Regions from separate parts of the Arachis hypogaea genome. Here region 2 is linked to region 1. A link is a contact called in public Hi-C data. All regions are on one chromosome and are shown on one strand. Each heading gives the region's core, a stretch centred on a gene start, on an enhancer-like site or on the middle of the called end of the contact. The rest is flanking DNA. Distances are from core to core; before and after follow the strand shown.

Evidence for each region. Hi-C and Micro-C count contacts between places; a contact is called where the count stands out from the background.
Region 2: a Hi-C map of leaf shows a contact between it and region 1, with 2.5 times the contacts expected there. The contact joins the promoter of LOC112734701 here to the promoter of LOC112734674 in region 1.

Annotation. Positions count from the first base shown.
Region 1 is chr2:5,865,243-5,870,525 of arahy.Tifrunner.gnm2.J5K5, reverse strand. It overlaps LOC112734674 (psbP domain-containing protein 1, chloroplastic), which reads left to right and starts at 2,650. Exons shown (of 3, transcript XM_025784097.3): 1 at 2,650-2,887; 2 at 3,617-4,045; 3 at 4,145-4,509. The coding sequence starts at 2,705. The coding sequence ends at 4,366. It overlaps LOC112734650 (AP-3 complex subunit mu), which reads right to left. Exons shown (of 9, transcript XM_025784064.3): 8 at 5,189-5,283; 9 at 4,560-5,064. The coding sequence ends at 4,819.
Region 2 is chr2:6,022,274-6,027,137 of arahy.Tifrunner.gnm2.J5K5, reverse strand. LOC112734701 reads left to right here and starts at 1,408. Exons shown (of 6, transcript XR_011870564.1): 1 at 1,408-1,918; 2 at 2,201-2,469; 3 at 3,158-3,286; 4 at 3,380-3,736; 5 at 3,931-4,757.

The DNA of each region.
Region 1 (5,283 bases), core at 1,401-3,900:
GTATTACATTACTCTTTTTGACATTGTCATAAAAAATAGTCCAACACTACTTAATATAGTTCAACATCAAATCAGACTAGAAATTATATAACAAGAAAGGGGAAAAAAATTCATACAAAACACCATGTTTATACTCTTAGCACAAGCACGTTCTTCTGTTGGTTGCATTCCATTCTTTTTAATTCCAGTGTACCCAATGCTGCCTCGTTTCCTTTGTCAAGCTTTCTCAAACCTTCATTTCTTTGAATGTGTTGCTATCCATAAATTTCATTCCCACATTTTGGATCACTTGTGTTAGCCACGAGTTTTTTTTTGGTTCCCCACGGTATTCCTATCCACCAACCTAACAGGTCAAAGATTAATCCGTTGCGGATTTGAGCTCCATTTAAGGGTCTGCCGCTGACCAATGGGTTACTGCATACACAAGCTAAGACGGGATTCAAACCCCCGACACTTACTTAAGCGAACAAGTGAGCTAACCACTCGACCAACCCAAGTTGATTTAGCCACATGAGTTTTATTTCTCAATATTCTAAACTCTAAAGTCCCAACTTGTACCTATTTTCATTCATCCAATCCACAATATTTTTATTGTCAAGTATGATCACCAAAATAACTATAGTTTGGTTGCTCACCCAATTTTTTATAGAATATAATTCAATAATAGTTATAAAGTTGAGTTGAACCTAATTAAATTATAAAACAATGTATTTTTTTAACTACTAAATTACTATAGTTATTTTATATTTATCGTATTACATAAAATTTGAAAAAACAATCTAATAGACACGTGTCTATTAAAACGCTAGTATTTAGAAAGCATGTCCATTTTTCTTAGTAGCTTTGTGGGCATTCTTTGACAATTGCATGATAGAGTTCATGTTCACATGTCAAAGAGAATATTATTGGGTGATTGATCTTTACTCATAGCCATCAAAATTCATGTTCATATATTCTTATTAGACGCAATTTTTTTTCTTTCCATGGTAACTAAAATCCAAGAACCAAGGGACCCTCCATTGTAGCTATTAGCTAGCTGGTTATTTTATTTAATTTTTTTATTTTAGCACCATATATATATAGAGTTTAATTTTTATGCAGAAACAGTATAAAACGTTTTATACAATCGTACAATCACAATCGTTCTCTTAGATAATCATTTATGCGATTAATATAAAAGGTAGGTATTTTTACTAATATGACGTTATATGATTGAATGTATGTGTAAAATAATTTTACACTGATAGTGTATCAAAATTAAATTTTATATACATATTGAACGGCAATGGCACCAGGCCAACAAAAAATACAAGGTCACCCAAAGGAAAGGAAAAGGCAATGGCATCTTGAACTTAGTACTTGTTGATTTTTAGGTCATTTCTAGTAAAAGATGACTTGTTTTCAGGTGAATTGATTCTAATTTTTCCATTCAACTTGTATATATAGATATATATTACATCATCATATATTTCAATAAATTTTGTACATATATACCAACAAATTAAATATATATATATATATATATATATATATATATATATATATATATATATTGTCCAAATGTTTTGTTCAAATTTCAATTTTATTTCTAACATTTTTTCATTTTATTTTTGTCCTAAATATTTTTTAAGCGTAATGTTTAGAATAGCATTAATTAGTAAGCTTAAGAGTCTTCAAAACAAAAATAGGGTGAAGAAAAGATTTTAAAGAAAATAGACAAAATATTTAGGACAAAAAGATTACTTAACTTTGGTTGATATGTATTTTATCTCTTTAAATGTTTTAAAAAGTGAAATTTGACACCCTAACGAGTTATCAAACAGTGGAAAACAGATCTTTGGCTGTTTTCTTTCAAAAATACATTTGTATTAAGGAGTAATTTTGTAACTGAAAACACATAATATAAATTTCATTTTGAAAAAGAAATATGTAACTTATTATTATTATTATTATTATTATTATTATTATTATTATTATTATTATTATTATTATTATTATTATTATTGCACCATTTGATAATGTTAAGGTGTTGAATTTCACATTTTAAAACATTAATTAAGTTAGAAATTATCTATGAGCTATAATGTACCGATACTGACACGGATATGAGACACGACACGACACGGAATATGCGGACACACAAATTTTAAAATCTTATGCAGGAAAACACACACACATATAATATAAAGTATTTTTGGATAAATTAATGATATTTTAATATTTTATTGATATTAAAATAGAAATTAATTTTTTAATTATATAAAGTATTAATATACTATTTCTAAACTCATTTAAAAAATACATATTAAGAATAAGACTGAACACGTTAATACGTGATGGTATTTAGATATGACCAAACGTATCAGAATTTTTTTTATTAAGATACAATTGGACACAACAATTCAAACATGAGATAAAATTCAATAAGTAAACTATATTCTATTTTACCCTTTTAAAAGAGTTGATAATCTCTCAAGATTTCAAGGTATAAAAAATATCTACCATTAATCCATTTAGTATTTAGAAAGATGTTCATATATTTTTTTATGGATACTGCATTGGGCTAGCTAGCTTTATATAAGGCCCAATTTTTTTTTTGTCTGGCTCAATTTTTTTCTTTAAAATAATTAATTAATAATATAATTTTTTAATTGTTTATTCTTATCAGTTATCAGAATGAGATAACACAAACTAAGGAGGAAGCATGGCGAAGATTGTGGCAGTGGCAGAAGAAGGAAGCTTCTTCTTCTTCTCCCCATTAGCTTCCACTCTTTCTGAATTTTCTGGAACTAAGCTTCACTACTCTCATATTCACTTCAAGAGAAAACAATGGCAGATGAAAGCAGCCTCTATCACTCAACAATTGCCCTGTGATTACTCTTCCAAGGTGTGTGTTAACTTTATCAAATAGAATTCTCATAAAAGAATTTGATTGAACTCCAAATAATGTTTTATAACAAATTTCACTGGTTGGTGTGGCCATGTAGTTGTGATAGTTTGATACCATATCTATCAATTTCTTTCTCTGTTTTATGCTCTTCTTTGATTCTGTTTTTATATAATAAATTACCTTTCTCATCTATTATGTTATAATAGTTATGTTTTGCATAACCAACTTGGAAAGTGTCGGATTTGAATCCTTGTTCATGTTCTAACTTATTGGCTAGCGGTTGACTCTTAAATAGAGCTTAGATTCGCGACGAATTAGTCTTTAGTCTATCGGGTTGGAGGATAGTATGAGACATCCAAATTGCATGTTTTTAACGCATAAAAAACCCAACACATTATTGCAGTTTGGATAAAAATAAATTTTTAGAACGCGTATTAAATATACTCTAGGATTATGCAAGTATTTCTCTAGAGCTGGGTCGAGCACGGCGTATTGCCCCTTGCAAGTTAAGTTTTATAATCCGATAATAATAGAAATGATACGATAAGTTAATTATCTAGAGTTAAATTCAAGTATGATAGTCTATATTCAAGTAAAATATGTAAGGGGATTTATAACATAGTATATAAAAAATGATAATTTAGGCTCTAATTTTCCAAAGGTAATTGTGTTTTAGGCATATATATGTGTCTGCTAATTAATTATAATGTATAATGAATGAATCAGACTAAGGCTTTTGCAGTTTCAAGGAGGAAAGCCTTGTCCTTGCTCCTATCAACTTACATTGTCTTTGAAGCTGGCTCTGATGCATTGGCTCAGCAGTCGCTTCCGTTGCGCGAATACATAGACGCATTTGATGGCTACTCATTCAGGTATCCCAGCAACTGGATCCAAGTACGAGGTGCTGGTGCTGACATATTCTTCAGAGACCCTTACATTCTCGACGAAAATGTATCTGTGGAGATTTCATCCCCTTCATCTTCCAGATACAAGAGTGTCCAGGACTTGGGTACACCTGAAGATGCCGGAAAGAAGGTCCTCAAGCAGTATCTCACCGAGTTCATGTCTACAAGGCTTGGTGTTCGACGCGAATCCAACATCCTTTCTACAACTTCAAGAGTTGCTGATGATGGCAAGTTGTACTACCAAGTTGAGGTTGGTTTGGTTTGGTTTACAGTTACAGTTACAGTTACATTTTGAGTATGAGTTTCATTTCCGTGCATTGAACTGAATCCGATCAAATCGAATATATAGGTAAACATAAAGTCATATGCAAATAACAATGAGCTTGCTGTTATGCCACAAGAGCGCGTGGTGCGAATGGAGTGGGATCGGAGGTATCTTTCGGCTCTAGGGGTTGAAAACAACCAACTCTATGAGCTGAGATTGCAGGTGCCGGAGAATGTCTTTGCAGAGGAACAAAATGATCTTCGCCAAGTCATGGATTCTTTTCGAGTCAACAAGATTGGTACTTAATCTGGCATAATCATAAACCGTTCTCCTTGATTCTAACTAATGAGCTTGTAACTACTGGAATTAACCCAATTAGAAGATTGAGGTGTTAAGATAAACATTAACAGTTCAATTCTTCATTATCTTCAATGTATCAGATTTTGACAGTGTGTTTGTCATTGTTCTCATCTTTGATGCACTTGGTACTCAACAAAAGTTTAGATAAGTAATAGAAACCGTTCATTCATCTGAAAAACATACAATTCACTCACACTAATGCCAATTTAAAGACCAAAAGATAACACATTATATTCAAATTATAAGTGGCAATGCTGCTTCATGAAAACAAGATATTTCAGACAGCAGAACACACTATTAAGTATTCACTTTACAAATAAAACCAGCCATTATGTAGCAGAATTTCATCTCTAGAATCTCATCATGTCTCAGAGGACTTCTTAATGGGATACACAAGGTTATGATCTGACTTCAAATTCGCCTGCACGGGTAACAGCTCGAAAACCTTTGTAGAAACGGTAAGGTACAGTCTTCAAATCCAGTTTATCTATTTGCAGGCCAGAGAGAGCAACACCCATCATCTTAAAACCCACTCTAAATGTAGGGAAGACATGAAGGCGCTCCAATCCAGTCTCGAGCACCATCGTTCCAGACATTGAAGGTGCTTTATCTTTTGGAATCCGACCAATGTTCCAAGTGCATGTCTGATAAAATAGAATACAGAGACAGCTTCAAATTGCATGCTGAAGTATAGAGCAAAGTAGGTTGTATTCGAACATACATAATTGACCAAAAAATTAAGCAGAAACGTTGCTAATTGTTAGGTACCTTGTCAGCAAGGATGTTTACGGTTCCATGATTTGAGGTAAGATCCGCAGATAAAATACATGAAGGAAGCTGAAACTGAACTGTAACTGAATCAA
Region 2 (4,864 bases), core at 159-2,658, 160 kb before region 1:
ATATTATTATTATATTCTTGGTGCTAGCAAAAAATATAATAATATTCCATTTGAATTAATATAATTATTTGTTTGATCAAATCAAAATAATAATTAAATAATTCTACAGCAAAGATTAGAACACTCGTTAGTGTGTGACTCCATAGGTTTAATACTAAGCGGGTAGTAAATTAGTCATACTAAATTTACTAATCAAGGTTGGCGTCTAGCAACGCTCCTCAACGACCCGATAGTATGAAGTAATATTTTTTACTAAGAACCTTAGAAGAACAAAGTATAATTCCTTCCATCTTTCCAGCTCTTGGTTAATCCTTAGAGTATGGTTAATTGTCAAACTCTAACATGTTACCATTATTATAATGAACTGTGAATGACTTAAGAAACTCATTTATTCATTCATTCAATTCCCTTGGCCAAGGTTTCATTATCTCAGTCATTATAATCATAGAGCTCAAACTCTTTACTAACAGTTGACGGATTCCTTATTGACTAATTATTAATTCTACAAGTATTTAAATCATACCCAATGTCCATTCAACTACACCCTAGGGTATTAGGTGTCCGGAATCAAAGTATAATAAATACATTGTTAATTACTATGACAGTCGCAGATCAAAGAAAACTCTATTACTATGTTCATCTTGAGAATATCCTATTGACAAATATGCGGTAATTGTAACCATTAGGATTTAGGAATTCTCAAAGTGAGTCAGTTCAATGGTCATATCCCTATATACACCATCTATATATATAATTTAATAAATGAGATCTATTAATCTTCATCCAATGAAGACCATTATATATATATTGATATTTTCGGATTATTAATGTCCTTTTTAATAATCCTATGACCAAGAACAATTTAGATTAAATTATAAAAGATTTATCTCTCAATGTTGTGATCACTATCACAATGATAAATCTCTAAATTTAATTAAGGACGTCAATATATTAACATTTTAATATAATAATAATAACAAATTATTTGATACGTGATTGATTTGATTGTGGTCATACTACTTATTCCCAACAAATAATTTAGTGTTCAAATTATTTTTTTTAAAATATCTTTCATTGTATATAATTTATAAAATCATATATTTTGTTAATTATTATCTTGATTAATTTAAATTTATTCTCAGTACTATATTTATATAGGAAAACAGTAAATTAGTCAATACACTAATTTCAATTCTGTAAATAACAATTTTTTTTGAAATTATTGTTATTCCATTTCCACCGCTCTATTTCTTTTTCACTGTGATTAAAAGTATTTTTTTTATATAAAAATACTTTTTAAATTAAATAATTATTTTTTGAAATTTTTATTGTATCTTTTAGTTTTATATGTGTATAAGTTATACCACAAATTTTTTATATTTGTTTCTCCGACCAACGAATTTGATTAGATAATTTCTAACCGTGTGTTTTGCTTTTTATCTTACTCTACGAAGTTACGAAAAAAAAAAAGAAAAAAAAATTGAAACTTCTCCCTTACGCCAAATTTCAAAGTCAAGTCAATGACTAACTTCGTTGCATTACAAATTCGACACAAACCAATCACTCATAACCAACACTCTCTGCTTCGCTTCAGTGCTGCTTCTTCTCTTTACTCTGTTTCTTCATCTTCGTCTTCTTCATCAATCATCATCACCTTCATCACCTTCTTCTTCTTCTTCAACCAAAGCTTTAAACAATTTTCATCTTCAAAAAAAAAAAAAAAAGAAAACAAAAATGGCTAGAAGTGCCACAATTCCATTTCCAATACTTGATTTCATTCCTGTTGGATTCAGATTCAAGCCAACAGATGAAGAGCTTGTGAGCTATTACCTCAATCACAAGCTCCTAAATGACAATTTTCCAATCAATATTATCCCTGACATTGATCTTTGCAAGGTTGAACCTTGGCAAATTCCAGGTAAACCCATAATAAATAAAACCACCCCATCATTTTCATGTATCAAAGTTTGCACCTTTTTCATGTTTGATGATCCTATCTGGTATTCAAAATTTAAGAAAATGAAGTAATAAATATACAATTATTCAACAACCCCATCATCTTCATGAGACAAAGCTTGTACCTTTTGTTTTTTTGTCACAACCCCATGATCTTAATGTCACAAAGTTTGAAACTTTTCTTCATGTTAGTAACTTAGTATGATGATGTTTGATGATTGATGAATTGGGTTTTGTGTGTCAGCATTATCAAAGATAAAATCGGATGATCCAGAATGGTTCTTCTTTAGTGGACGTGATTACAAGTATGGAAAGAGCAAAAGATCAAACAGGGCAACCAAAGGAGGATATTGGAAAGCCACAGGACAAGATAGATACATAAAGGAAAGAGGAACTACCAATGTAATTGGGAGCAAGAAGACACTGGTTTTCTATAGTGGCCGTGTTCCTAATGGTGTCAAAACCAATTGGGTTATCCATGAGTATCATGCTACTACCTTTGATGATAGCCAGGTACATATGGTTTTTCTTTTTCCAGATAAGTTTTGCCTTGATTAGTTTTCATCTGTTTTGGAAATTGATCTTTGTTTCTATAATAAATACCCAAGTTGATTCTATTTCATATCATACTTTGGTTGTTCAACAAATTTTGAGGTACTCTAGAATTACTTTTTGAAGGGGACTAATTTCTTTTAGACCTAATTGTCTTTGATAGGGACTTGTTTGTTCAAAATGCATAATTGAAAATGACCGAGAGAGTAAAAAATTTGTTGGAGAACAAAGTGGTAGATCTAAATTTCTTTGGACCAATTTAAGTGTTCACTTTTGTTTTTTATCTATATGTTTTGTTGGTATAAATTACTATTATAGTGTATGGTTGTTGTTGCTCCTTCTTGTGATTTTGATGTTTCCTTATCTGATTGGTGATTATGTCATTGGAATTATTCCCATGTTTGTATTTTGTGTCATAGTCTCTTCATGAATCATGAATCATGACTCACTTTTTCCCCCCTAATTCATTCTTTTTTGTTGATTGGTGGAACAATTCATCATTGGTTTTCATTAAATAGTGGAATACTATTGAATTGTTGATTTTTGCTATTTAAGCTGTTTCTAGATGAAGTCTCCAATGAACTGAATTTGTGATAGTCTCCATTGTAGTATCAATTTTTCAGTGCTGATTATACTCAACATTCTGCAGAGGAATTTTGTTTTGTGTCGCTTGATGAAGAAAGCCGAGAGAAAATCCGAAGATGGAACTGATGCACAAGCTTGTGATGAGGGGGAACCTAGCACTCATATGGAAGAAGCAGATGAGAGTGTCCCAAGTGTAAGCAGAAGCATCATTTTGATCTCTATTTCTTGGTTTATGCATTTTAAAAAAGTTTGGGGATAGTTAATATATCTTTTATGTCTGTTTTAGATGTTTGAGTCGCCAGATGTGGACATGGGTTCGATCTTCCACACACTGCCTCAAGACGGATCATCATCACAGCACTCTCCAGTCAGCATTGAACAGCAAGAATCCTTCCCATTCTCCCCATCTGAAAATTATTACCTTGTAAATGAAGATAGAAGTATGCATATACAATTCGAAACAAACGAAGAGAAGCAAGATGCTGAGAAATTTGCGGATTCGATTTTGGATGGTGGAAGTATAGCTATGTTTGAAGAAAGACAGCAGCATCATACTTTCATGAATAATCACCTCCGCTCGGTCCCATCAATGAGGGTATGCTATGAAAGCAGTGACACAGATGCTGAAGTAGTCTCTAGACGGGTAAAGATAAATCCTTAAAAATGATATTGGGGAGTTATATCTCCAATTGTTTATGAGCTATTTGTTGGTTATGTACATTAATTGTTGTTCACCAGTCTATGAAAAATGTTTAGTTAGTTCCTTCTATAGGATGTTAGAGAGATACTTAGCTGAAATGTCTGGTTTTTGTTTGTGTCCTGTTTGATACATGGCAGTTGGCACCTTAACAATACATCAGTGCATAAAGTGGAGAAAGGGGCAGGGAATGGAAATTAAGAAAATACTTCAAAAGCAATATTTTTCCTGGATTCATGATCCTTCTTTGTTTCGAGCCCTTTCAAGAATTGACTTATAGCATGCTCGGTTTATGCTACTGATGCAACCCAACCATGGTTTTAGGTTTTCGTCAGCCTATACCGAGCATGCTATATGAAACCGAAGGAGTATACTTTTTGGTGGCCCAAAACCATAGTTTGGGAAACAACTAAATGGAGATAAGTTTAGCTGTTTTCCAAACCATGGCTTTGAGTTTCCAAAAGCTAAATCAGCCATGGTATCCATTAATTCTCTGCTGAAATTATATAGCATGTTTAGTTTAGTTTTTGATGACCCTGAGCCATGGTTTTAGAAAAAGTTCATCTTAAATAGCTTTTTCCAAAATCATGGTTCAGGGTTTCTAAAAGCTAATCCAAACATGCTATTGATCCATCGGTCCACTTCTGAAATTATACAGTATGGCAATATTCCTGATTCTTCAACAATGTGTAATGATCAGGCTGGTTCAAGAGAATACCATGTATCAAAAATGGTTCAATCATCACATAGTGCTGCGTGCACAGATAAAACTAGAAGTATCTCTTCAGAAGACTTTTGGGGAGTGGATTCATCTTCATGTGACTCAAATGCAGATAAACCTTTTGAGATCAGTTCTATTGAAATTTCTAGTCCTCCATCGGCTCTAAGTAGATCGAAAAATCAATATAATCCGAGGCTATCTCAAACACATAGGAAGGTTTCAAGCAATGCAATTCCCCATCTTGAGGTGAGAACACCGAGCAGCCAGACTAAACGACGAAGAAGCCTATCTTGACTGAGTAGGCTGTGATGCTTCATTTGAAGAAAATTAAATTCTAACATGCCACTGATCAT